Regions from separate parts of the Mus musculus genome. Here regions 1 and 2 are each linked to region 3. The links are chromatin contacts, called in public HiChIP or PLAC-seq maps. All regions are on one chromosome and are shown on one strand. Each heading gives the region's core, a stretch centred on a gene start, on an enhancer-like site or on the middle of the called end of the contact. The rest is flanking DNA. Distances are from core to core; before and after follow the strand shown.

The links. HiChIP or PLAC-seq counts read pairs in DNA pulled down with a chosen protein or histone mark.
Region 1: an H3K27ac HiChIP or PLAC-seq map of the NIH/3T3 cell line shows a contact between it and region 3, with 4 times the contacts expected there. The contact joins two enhancer-like sites. A contact is called at or near these places in 1 of 15 datasets of contacts at CTCF or cohesin (the NIH/3T3 cell line), 4 of 484 Hi-C or Micro-C datasets (the C2C12 cell line and embryonic fibroblasts) and 4 of 115 datasets of contacts at active chromatin or transcription factors (the NIH/3T3 cell line, embryonic fibroblasts, embryonic stem cells and 1 more).
Region 2: an H3K27ac HiChIP or PLAC-seq map of the NIH/3T3 cell line shows a contact between it and region 3, with 4 times the contacts expected there. The contact joins two enhancer-like sites. A contact is called at or near these places in 1 of 15 datasets of contacts at CTCF or cohesin (the NIH/3T3 cell line) and 3 of 115 datasets of contacts at active chromatin or transcription factors (the NIH/3T3 cell line, embryonic stem cells and fibro-adipogenic progenitors).

Annotation. Positions count from the first base shown.
Region 1 is chr1:71,914,729-71,919,125 of GRCm38.p6, forward strand. No RefSeq gene overlaps it. Among named protein-coding and RNA genes, the nearest start is that of Gm28818, 18 kb to the left of the region's middle. Within about 2 kb of position 2,448, at least 26 of the 459 cell types and tissues checked have an H3K27ac peak or open chromatin away from gene starts, as enhancers often do. A contact at or near this core is called in the C2C12 cell line, the NIH/3T3 cell line and embryonic fibroblasts, where this site is marked.
Region 2 is chr1:71,968,316-71,972,420 of GRCm38.p6, forward strand. The region is part of intron 1 of 4933417E11Rik (RIKEN cDNA 4933417E11 gene); the gene reads right to left. Among named protein-coding and RNA genes, the nearest start is that of 4933417E11Rik, 35 kb to the right of the region's middle. Within about 2 kb of position 2,331, at least 17 of the 459 cell types and tissues checked have an H3K27ac peak or open chromatin away from gene starts, as enhancers often do. A contact at or near this core is called in the NIH/3T3 cell line, where this site is marked.
Region 3 is chr1:71,753,393-71,757,270 of GRCm38.p6, forward strand. No RefSeq gene overlaps it. Among named protein-coding and RNA genes, the nearest start is that of Gm39660, 14 kb to the left of the region's middle. Within about 2 kb of position 2,204, at least 32 of the 459 cell types and tissues checked have an H3K27ac peak or open chromatin away from gene starts, as enhancers often do. A contact at or near this core is called in the C2C12 cell line, the NIH/3T3 cell line and embryonic fibroblasts, where this site is marked.

The sequences.
Region 1 (4,397 bases), core at 1,198-3,697, 160 kb after region 3:
CCAGAGATCACTCAAGCTATAGCAAAAGAGTGAGAAAGGGAGGGGGGAGAGGAGAAAGATGGGAGAGACAGAAAAAGATAGAAGGGAAGGAAGAAAGGAAGGAAGGAAGGAAGGAAGGAAGGAAGGAAGGAAGGAAGGAAGGAAGGAGGGAGGGAGGGAGGGAGGGAGAGAGAGAGGCAGAGAGAAAAAGGAAGAGACTCACTGAAGGTGTTTTGAAATATCTTGGATTTTTGTGCAGAGGGAAGTTTTTATTATATCATTTAACATGGTAAAAATGGAGATTTAGGTTCAAGATCCATTCTTCCATTGCCATAATTTCAAATGATCAGTTCACCCCTCCCATTATTGTTGTAAAGACTTTATTTATACCTCTGTGAGCATGTATATGTTTGTGTATGAGTGTGTTCAGGTCCATGTCTGTACACGTGTGTGGAGGAGGCCGGAGATTGACATCGCCTACCTTTCTCATTCACTTATTGAGTCAGCTTTTCATCCAAACCTGGAACTCACCAACTCAGCAAGCCAGCTGGCCAGCAGCTCAGGGAAAGCTTTTATCTCCACCTCTCTAGCACAGGGATTTGTGCATGAATGCACCTCCCCACCAGGCATTTTACAGGGATGTAGTGGCTCAAACTCTGATCCTCACGAGTTTGTAGCAAGCACTCTATCAACTGAATCATCTCCAAGGCTTTTCTTTACTCTATTTGACAAATATCTAAGATGTCCTGTGGTATACCAGGCACCATCCTTACGACAGAGGATCATCGCGATAAGAGTCACTGTCCCTAGGAGTTCCTTATTCCCAGCCCTCTTCCTTCTACCCTCTTCTCTCTCTGGAAGACAGAATTCAGGAATTCAGATAGTGATCAGTCCTGTTATTCGTGGGTGGCTGATAAGGTTCAGTCTTGATAAAAGACTCTCTGGCTATCTCCAGACTCTTCTGGACAATGTAAGGAAAGACCAAGAACTGCTCCTAATCTTCCCTTATCAGATGGACAGCAGAAGTGAAATGTTCAGCATTCGGCCAAACCTGATGCCTACACAGGCATCCTGGGCAAGGATTCCAGATGCAGGATAAGCCAAGAGAACATTACATTGTTGTGTTTAAGAGGCTCCTGATAAATACATTCCAAATTGATTTAGAGCCTTAAGTAAAGCCCCTTTAAGTGTAAACACACTAAACATTTCAAAAATCAGTAAAGGACCATTGAAACAGCTTAGTAGGTGAAGTGCTTACCACAAGCCTGGCCACCTATGAATTTTCTCTGAGTCTATGACATCTATAGAAGGGACTATGAGAGGAGCAAAGCCATTCATAATGGCTTCTTAAGCTGATGGCCAGCAGGTGTGTGTGTGTGTGTGTGTGTGTGTGTGTGTGTGTGTGTGTGTGTATTTTTATCTTGCAAGTCCTTTTGGTATCATTCTATGCCCTCTGGGTTAGCTGAGGATGAATGACTTGCTGAATTCTCTGGAAGTTTTAGTAAGCTTAGAAACAAAGCTAGAAAGAGAGGGGGAAGGGCAGAGTGGCAAGATGGTGTGTGTGTGTGTGTGTGTGTGTGTGTGTATGAGAGGGAGAGAGAGAGAGAGAAAGAGAGAGAGAGAAAGAGAGGGGGGGATATATGTGTCAGGGACAAAAGGATAGCTTATGGGAGTCAGTTCTGTCTACCATGTAGATCCTGGGGTTTAATTCAAGCCCTTTGGCTTGATAGCAAGTGCCTTTGTCCACTGAACCACCTCACCAGCCCTATACATTTCTGTGTTCATGCCAGAGGTAGGTGTAAACTGACAAACCTCACAAACTTTGGATCACATGCTTGATGTTCTAGGTAAGAAATGAATAGGACAGATTTAAGTGAGGGCCACAGTGTGGATATTCCTTCCTTTCTTTCTTTTCTAATGCACTAAGAAAGAAAATGAATTGACTGGATTTTGATCAGTTCAGGTTTAAAAGAGCTGATCCAGAAATGAGTCTCTTTGTTGCACATCAAATCCTGTATCTTTATCTTTGTTGCACATCAAGTCCTGTGTCCTGTGAATAAATCAAAGCAAGTTAGAGAAATATGTATTGACTCTTTGTAAAGGATACTGACATGGTGCTGGTGTCAGATGCACTTGTCGCAGGTTCTGCACCAACGACACCTGGAGCTGCTTCCCAGGACTCTCAGAGCGTCATGATAACCAGATTTGGTTTTGTGTGGTGTCTTTGCCTTCCACCTACATCACCCATCACTCACCCATTACCTCTCCATCTCAGCCTTCATAGGCTAGCTACGTAGAAAAACATCAGGCTCAAAACAGGCTAGGCAGAGCTGTCTTCAGAGAGACAAGGGCCGTGTCCATAGCTACCATTAAATGAAAAGTGTTTTCCTTGTGTTGAGCTCATGAAGATCCATATTCTTAGACACAGAGCCAAAAATAATGGGCTTGCTTTTCCCGGTGTGGGAGGGACCCTGCCCTATGACCCAAGCTGCCCACACAACCACTGAGTAAGAGCCTTGTGACCTCTTAGAGGAAACATCCTGACTGAAAACAAGGAATTGTCACTTTAAATTGAAAAGTGTTTTGGTTTTTTTTCCTTTTTCCCTTGAGTCTTGAGTTAGTTAAAACACTCTGAAAGTTCATTGTGGTTTTAGTATAAATAACAAAACTATTATATGTAGCAGTAGGAAAGTAGTCATCACTGGTGGCTATGTTCCATCTTTTATATTGAAAACCTTAGGATTGGGGAAAAGCATTTGCATTGATGTCTCTCCCTGTTGGAAATAAGATGAGAATAAATTCAGGAGACAAGTGAAAATGAAGCAGTTCCTAATTTACAGTTCTATAGAAAGGGACGGTGTCTTAGAGAAAAGGCAAAACTGAATGGTGTACTGATTGGGAACAAACTGGCTTAAAAATCTCCCAATCAGGAGTCAATAAATTCCTGTCCTTTTCTTCTGTAGGCTAGGATTTGTCCCTTCCCCAAGTCCCACATTGATTGGGCTAGGACACAGCCTCAGATAATATCTAATTCCAGGCTCATGGACTCAGTCATATAGCAAACTACTTGTAACTTCTCAACTCTCCCCGTGTTCTGAGATGGACAGACGTCGGCCACGAGCTAGGGAAGAAAGGGTTCTATCACCTCCCACTTGCCTGTAACTAGAATCACCTCATATTAAAATGCAATCTATTATATTTCTTGTTTGTTTGTTTGTTTGTTTGTTTCAAGACAGGGTTTCTCTGTATATCCCTTACTGTCCTGGAATTCACCTTGTAAACGGTTTTAACACACAAACACAATTTTGTTTGTTTAAGTTCTACACAGCAATAAAAATGACTGTTTCAGTTTTCTCAGATGATGTTAGAGCTGTATCATGGGCACTCCTTGTCCAACTTGCAAGCAGTTTCCCTAAAGAGTCTCCATTCCCTAGCCTTCCCTTCCCCAGTCCCCTCTTTCCTAGATTGTTTACGGATTATATAAAGTTGGGGACAAACCTTGTGAATCGTGTAGCTGTCTAAGCCTCCTGAGCCCTGTAACTTCTGTTAGCTTTCTGGACCCTGTAAAGTTTCTTACTTTTCTACACTGGTTTGTTTTTTGTCAACTCGATACAATACTAGAATCATTTGAGAAGAGGGAACTGCAATTGAGAAAATGCTCCATAAGAGTGGCCTGTGAACAATCCTGAGAGGCGTTTTCTTGACTGGTGATTGGTATAAGAAAGTTCCAGTCCATTGTAAATGGTGCCATCCCTGGGCTGATGGTCCTGAGATGTCTAAGAAAGCAAGCCAGGAGGAACAATTCGGTAAGCAACACTCTTCCATGACTTCTGCTTCAGTTTTTGCCTCTAGGTTCCTGCCTTAAATTCCTGCCCTCACTTAGCTGACTGATAGACTACGACTGTAAACTGAAATAAACCCTCTGCTCGACAAGATGCTTTGTCATGGTGCTTTTCACAGCAGTAGAAACCAAACCAAGGTCCTTCTGGAGTATGAGACACTCTCCTCCTCCCTTCACTGGGACATGTTCTAATTCATAAGACATAGCCACACAGCAAAGGGATGAATGGCATTTCAGGTCACATAAACGTGGAGTTACCAAGGTTAGTTCATAAAGAGGAACAGAGAGAGGATCAGGAGAAATCCACAAGGGACAGAGAACCAAATAACAAGAAGAATGAGTCTCCGTGCCCTTGCCTCACCCTCAAGAAACTTAGCTAAGAATGTGGTTGCAAGGAAGAGACAGGAGTAATTCCAGGGCCTCCTTCCTCACTCAGACTCTTCTTTAGCAGACTTTAAAGAAAGAGATTAGTGAAGACCAGGCGCACCCAGAACTCTTCGCAGAGATTCCTGGGATGGGGTGAGATGAACATTTACAAGGAGAAAACAAGCTGCTGGAGACAATAGAAGCCACAGCC
Region 2 (4,105 bases), core at 1,081-3,580, 220 kb after region 3:
GCTTTCAGTGAGTAGCTCCTGGTGAGACAGGTTGACCAGCAGCTGGCAAAGGAAAAATTGATTCATTTTCAATAAATATTGGGTCAAGAGTTCAGTTGATCCATGCACATTTCTAGATTTCATTTGTGCTTTAATGAACTAGCTGGGGCAGGTGGAGGGGGTGGGGCAACTGTAAAACCAAGGGAATTCCTGTCGGACCACACCACAGAGCTCAGTGTAAAACTCAAAACTGCTTGCCACATGGGCGTGTTGATAAAGTACCTGCTGTGCAATGTGAAGACCCAGGTTGGAGCCCAGCACACACGTGAAAAAGCCAGGTGTGGTGGTTCACATCTCTAACTCCAGCACTGAGAGCAGAGAGTCGGGCAGAGCCTGGACATTCATTTGTCAGCCAGCCTAGCCAAACCGATACCCTTCAGGCTCAGTGGGAGGCTCTGTCTCAAGAACCAAAAGTGAATTGAGGAAAGGCACCCAACACTGATGTCTGTCCTACACACACACACTGACACACACACACTGACACATACACACACATGCTCCCACACACATGCACACACATGTGCATGCACATGCACTCATATACATGCATATGCATAGGCATACACACACACACACACACACACACACACATTTTTAAAGGTGAAAAATGTCACCAAACTTCACAAAAGAAATTAAAACTTCTCTTTCCTTAAAAGGAAAGAAATGTATTCATGCATGTATTTTGTGTATGTGGGTGCTTTGTCTGCATGCACATCCACACAGCAGAAGAAGGCACTGGATCCCGTTATAGATGGTTAAAGCTGTCATGTGGGCTGTGAGAATTGAACTCAGGACCTCTGGAACATCAACCAGTGCTCTTAACCACTGAGCTCTCTCCAGACCCTCCTTTCTCTCTTCTTCAAAACCACCTTTACTTAGTGTCGACTTCAGAAACTCTTTTCCCCTTGATTTGATCTAAGCTAGATTTAATTCAGTGGCACATGCCTCTAGTCCCAGCGACTCAAGAGACTGAGGTTAGAGAGACATTTGAGCCCAGAAGTTCAAGGCCTTCTTAGGAAATACAGCAAGACCCACCTCTAAATTCATCCAGCCAGCCAGCAATCAATACCTATACTTGATAAAGTTGTAAATTACCAGAAGAAATAAGAAAGTAAAAATAAGTAACAACATATCTCTTCACCCCCTGTCTATTCAGTAAATAAAAATTTACTGCGTTTTTATGCTGAGGGAAGGGATAGAGCTACTAAGCTACTGTACCTTGGACATTCAAAGCTCTGGAGAGAGTATGTCCATAATCCTGACACAAGGTTTCCTCACTGAAGGCCCATAGATCAGTAGCTAGCACACAGCAGATACTACATAGGCATCTATATGGGGGTGGTGGTAGTGGTAACAATCCCATTTGTATTTGTCTTTAATAGAGAATCTCTTGTCCATACTCCAGCTAACCGTTACCTTATCTCTCACTGGGCTCCCCTCCCTATCTAGAGACTTGGCACCTATATCAGTCTATTCTAAATACTCTTCCCAACCGACATTTATCAAGGAATCTTTTCTTTTTTTAGTGTGCATGCCATGTACCTATGAGTGTGGGTGTACCTTGGCTGTTATTCCTTGGGTGTTATTCACCTTGGGAGGAGGGACGGTTGTTTGGTTGTTTGGTTGGTTGGTTGGTTGATTGATTGGTTGGTTAGTTGGTTTTGAGGCAAAGTCTCTCACGTGATCCATAATTCACCAAGTAGGCTAAGCTGACTGGCTGGTGAAGCCCAGGATCTACCTGTCTCTGTTTCCCCAACACTAGAATCACCTACCACCACCACACTCAACTTTGTCTACATGAGTTGCTCAGGATTAACTCTGGTCCTCTGCAAATTAAGCACTTTACTAGCAGAGCCATTGCCTCGGCCCAAGATTTTTTTGTTTATGTGGTTCTTGGAGAGAGAGAGAGAGAGAGAGAGAGAGAGAGAGAGTTCACAGATTAAACTACTCTCCATCATTAATACTCAGAAAAGAAAAATGTGCAGTCAGGTCTCAGCACTGTCCCTTCTTGAATTCCATCCATCTGCTGCCTGGATGGTGCTGACAAAACCTCTATTTCACTTTATAGATTCGTTCATTCAGTAATTTCCCTGTTGATTCATTGGTCTCAAGTCAACCTGTCAACATTCTGCCTTGTAGATTCAAGAACACAATTGCGTAGGAAGGGAAGGTAAATGTTGGCTTTCCTCTGCAGGAGACAAGAAGATGATTCATCCCTCAACATTCTTCTGCTTTAAGGCCATTTCCAGGAATGCCAGGAAGCAAGAATGAAGTCAGCAGCCAATGCGCAGACGAAGACATTTTTGTGCTGTGTCGATTCATAAGACCATTGGTTGCTACTACTGGAGAGATCCTACTGCATTCAGGATGGTCAATAATCACCAGCTAATTGCAAACGCCAGTCAACACAGCAACTCCCAACACACATACACACACAGCCTGACTCATTCGCCATAAGTCCAGGTTTCCCCAGCCTGTAAACATAAATAAGAAAGGTCATTTTTTCTATTATTTATGGCAACTCAAGACTCCATTTATCAAACAAGCTGGGTCTCAGCCTCTTTCCCTGGGAATCCTCCAAGGTGGTGGTAGTTTATGTACTTTCCTGAGTCAGTTGGTCTCTGCTTCCTCAAGTTCAGGCCATCAATCTCTAATCTGTCCATGGGCCACTTAGGCCAACTGCCAGCTGCCATTTACTCCTTTAGAATACTGCCGACCCATTTCTGGCAATTGCTGCTGCTTCTGTGCTGTTCTTGCTTGGGGAAGAAAGGAAGAGAGCAAGGCACCTCTCCTCTAGGTATGCAAGAAATGCTGCTGTACACAATACAACCTAGACGCTCATCCCTGACAAGTCTTGAGACCAAAGAAAGGAACTGTAACTTTGCTATTCCAAACCAGTTCCATCCCTCAGCATCACCTAGAGCCTGACAGTAATTCATCTTCTCAGGTCTCATCCCATCTTCCTAAAACATAACCCGAATGCCAGTAAGATTCTCGGGTCACAAGTATGCATTTTGAAGTTCAAGAAACATACATTTCAACACAGAAGGACTTTTATCTTCGAGTCAGGAACCTACTATTGCCTTGCTGGACCCATTCACTGTCCTTCTCCATCTTGTGTTGAGCTCAAGATGCTAACCTCTGTTAAAACACACTAACAGGACTTCCTCTACCAATCAAGAAACAACAGTGAACAAATGAATCCTTGATGACAGAAGATATTTTGTACTTTACCCAAGAAGTGTGTGTGTGTGAGAGAGAGAGAGATATGAAATATTCTCTATATAATATTCACTTGTGATTTGCTAAGCTTCCTTTGAGACACATATATGGCAATACTTTTGGAATGTGTAACAAGAGAAGTAGGTGACAATATTACCAGCACCAAGCACAATTATCTAAAATAGCCATATGTTTTTCTACACATAAAAAAAAAATGCCAAGTCTATACTAAGAAACCAACATTCCTCATGAAGAGGCTGGCTAAGCCAACAAAACCCACGGGGTACAGAGTGGAATTGGTGGGCTGTTGGGTGCCACCTGATCCTTCTTACAAACAATATTCTGATAAGTGATTTGTTTGCATTCTTCAGCCTGACTATAACTCTAATGGCCGTGCTCAGTTCCATCTGAAATTACTTAGCCCAGCTGATCTAGGCGAAAAGAACATTTTAGAGTTTTGTATAATGAGCACTACCTCGCAGGCAGTGAGTTGGCCCATTCGTGTGGTTTCTAAGCCAAAAATTCTTCCTCCTCTTAGCAATGGAATCACATAAAAGATCCCCAGAGAACTTACTCAGATGAGCCCAGAGAAGAGGGCTGAAGAAGAGTGAGTCTGTCCTTGGCAGTGTGGGGCGAGTCAGCTGACTCTGTGGGCCTCCTGGGCTTTCGAATCTCTGGACCACCTCCTGTGCTTTTAGATTTCATCATTTTCTCCTAATGTGAAGAGTGGCTTTGTCAAGTCTATGAGAAGCTCTCAGAAGACACTGAGAAGGTAAAAGGCAGAATTACAGTAACTCTGCTCATTGCATTCATAACCCAGGATTGTGGACTTTTATATTTCTAA
Region 3 (3,878 bases), core at 954-3,453:
AAATGTTTGTGAGTGGATCAAGCTGCTGCTGTTGTCCTGAGATTTGAACTACCAATTTCCAGACAACCCAGATGGGAGTTGCTCCAAAGAACCTTTCTAAACAGGTTCACTTCCCTCATATCCTTTCTTTTCTACTACCTGTGGTGAGTAGTGGGCTAAAAGGAAGGTTAAAGCATTTAAGAACTACCATTAAAAGTAGACTTTGAAAAAATTAAAGTTACACATGACCATTATCTTTTGTGCCCAGTCACACCATCTTTGATACCTTCCTGCCTGTAGTTTCATCCATTTCAAATTACTCTTTCTACAATGAGGGAAGCATGTTGGAATTCTACTCACACATAGATTAGGAAGCTTATAGTCCTTGGGACAGGTAGCAGCCTGAACTAAAAGATAATCTATAAGAGAGCTGCATTATGACTTTCATAGGAGGTTATTAGGACATGACTTTCTCCTTATCAACTTTGTGTGTTGAAGTCTCAATGCCCAGCACTTAAAAGTATGATAAAATTGAGATAGGATCTTTAAAGATATAATTATGGTTAAATTAAGATTTATTTGACAAATGTGTGGGCAGAGAGGAGAGGCCGTGTAAGGGTATTGAGGGGCTTCCTGTTTAACAATGTGAGGGGCTTCAGGTGAAACTAAGCTCCCACGTTACACTCAACCTTAACGTTTCAGCCTTCAAAACAGAAGGACAATAATTTTGTTTGTTGTCCTGTCTGTTGGGCCCTATCAAATTAACACCATAGAATGGAAGAGAAGGCTCAGCTTTGAAATCTCCAGGTCTGACTATGATTTACAACAGAACCGTAACCTTGAGGAGCTGTTCAAACCCTCTGAACTTCAATTCCCTCACTTGTAGATTGGGAATAAAAATAATTACCTGTCAGTTTTCTTGGGGGGCAAATTCATCTATGCAATTAGTGTCTGACAAAAAGTAAGCACTTGAGTCCTGCCCCTTATATGATCTTGGATGTCTTACCTAAAACTCCAAGCCAAAGACCCACACTATAAACTACTCAGGACATACAAAGTGTTGGATACATGTTAGAATTTGGGGGGTGGGAGGTATTTTGATAACAGATATAGTTTCAAGTTTTTTTTTCTGATGATCAAAGTTGTGTATGATACACACACACACACACACACACACACACACACACACACACATATCACCTGAGGAGCAATGGGAAGTGGGGAGTCTTACAAAGGGATTAAGGTGTCATTGTGATGCTTATTTTATATTTTGGTTCCTTACCTGTTATCATATAATGATGGCCCAAATGATTCCAAAAATCTAGGCTTGAGAGCTGTGGCCCTAGCCACTATAGGAGCTGAGGGTCTCAACAGGTGCGACCCATTCAGGAGCTATAATATTAGCAGGTACCATCTCCTATTTCCTGCTGTTGCCATTGCTGTTGGAAGCCAAGGATTACAATAGCTGCCAAGTGCTGTGGCTACTGGTGGTCAAAGCCTAGAACACAGAGCTTCCAACCAAAGTGTCTACAGCTATAGACATCGGGCATCTAAATCCTGGTCTCTACCTCTCAAGATGAGATGCAAACTCCCAAGCCTGTTGTTCTAGTTCCTAAGCCCCCAGCATTCATGGGCCAGGGTCTACCAACAGTAGGTGAGGAGAGGCTCATCTGTTCTTGATGTCTAACTGGACAGAACTCAGCCAGCTAATGGGAGACACCAGTACCATGGACCACAGCTCAAGAGAAATGAAGCAACGGTTCAAGACAACCCTCTTACCTTCATCAACTGAAAAGAGAGCAACACAGAACTCAAGTGTTGAAAAACTGATTACAGCTGGACTTACGAGTCCTCAGGAGGCTGAAGCAGGAGGATGGCCACAAGCTCAAAGCCAGACTGCTCTCTACAATGAATTCTAGGTTATATAGTGAGAATCTGTGTCCAAAATGCAAAAAAGAAGGACTGCAATTATAAATCTGTAGTTCATTTCTTCTCTTAAGGAAATATATATGATGTTAGATATAGTGGGTGTCATATTCATTAGAAATAAGGTACCCATCCCCATTACCCCCGCTTCATAAAACAAAAATATCTTTCATAGAATCAAACGCCCACATAGGCAAACATGTCAGGTTTACCAGCTCAGCTCAGAAATATGAAAAAGGTACGTCTGTTAAGCTTCTCCAGATTTTTTCCTTCTCCCTGCTCCCAGATCCGTGAGTCACTGTGAGTCTGTGTGAAAAATATTTAGAGAGTGAATTACCCCTTGGCAAGGCCTGCGTTTAGACAGACTCCCCTATCGCTCACAGAAATGACCCTTATCTCGCATGCTTTTTTTTTTCTTCTGGAAGACTGTCTTGCAAGGGGCATTTAATCTGGTCCGAAATAATCCCCCAGGCTTCCCAAGGGTTTACCACACTGCTCTCCAGCGACTGTGTAAACACCATGGCCTCACTGGGGAGAGAAGGACTCCTGTTTATTTTCTTGCCTTAATGATGTTGGTAAATCTTATCAGCTTTTGTAAAGAAATCTCTAAGTTGTGATTTTATTAAGAGTACTGATTTAACATTATAATAATAGTTATTCAAGAAGAAAAATGCTTAGGATAGAATATTTAAAAGGTGAATAGTTGCTATGCTTCTGTGTCAAGGGCATATCATCAGGGCATCGATGTTCAGACTATATAACAATAATTGTAACAATATAACACTAATCAATACTATCCAGATGGGAAAATAGGCAAAGGACTTAAACAGACATTTCTCTAGAGGTTTTTTGGTAATCAGAGAATGCTAGCCTAAAAGATCATGGCAAACATCATGGAATGTCAAGGGAATGTGGGCTCATACTCACTAGTTTGGCTTCCATAATAAAACAAAATCATATCTGGCCTGGTGGAGTATTTCTGTCATTGCTGCTGTTTGAGAGGCTGAGGAGGAGGATGATAAGTTCCAGGTCAGCCTGGACAACTTGGTGAGACTCTGACTCAAAGTGGAAAATAGAAAAAAGTCTAGGGAACATAGGTTAGTGGTTGAGTACGTGCTAAGATGTGGGAATCCCCGAGTCCAATCCCTGGTACTTTAAACTGACTGATTGACTGGCTGACTAACTGACTGACTGACTGAACATGCAAACAAGAAAAAAAGGATTCAATCCCAATTACTGCAAACTGACTAAATGAATGAGTGAGTGAATGTGCAAACAAGAAAAATAAAAATTATTATGGAGATCTTGCTCAGGGCAACAGCATGGTTGTTTCCAAAAATAAAAAAAGAAAAGAAAATATTAATGTATGATATTATGTTTCCCTTTTTGGCATAGGCATCCAAAGCCTGGATAGCTATCAAAGAGAGATCTGTATATTATAGCAGCGTGAATCAAACAGTCAGAAGGTGGGAGTGACTCATGTCCACCTGCAAAGACAGGATAAACTGTGTGTTCTACATATTCACTGTGATACTGAGAGCCCCAATCAACCTTTAGAAAACGGAAATCCTGTCCTTGGGGGGGGGGGGCACGTATGGGCAGAGGGAAGATAGACCTGAGCAAAATAAGCCAATTACAAATACTATGTGATTATAAATACTCTGTGATTTCACTTATTTGAAGCATATGGATAGAGTAAGGGAAATTGTAGAAAAGAATGTATCATGGTGATTGTGAGAGATCGGAGGAGGGAAAGGAGAATGTGGGCACAGAGGTTCAGTTCAGCAAGGAGAAAAGAGCCCTGGGGCTGGACAGTGGGGATCTGGCAGAGCAACGTGAGTCTACCTCAGGATAGTGGGAACCATCGTGAATCACATGTAAATATTGGAAATATTGACATTGTATTTTTTTAAAGCACCCGCTTCTCTCCATTTTTTCTGTATGTTTTTATTTTTCATTTGACCTGACTTACT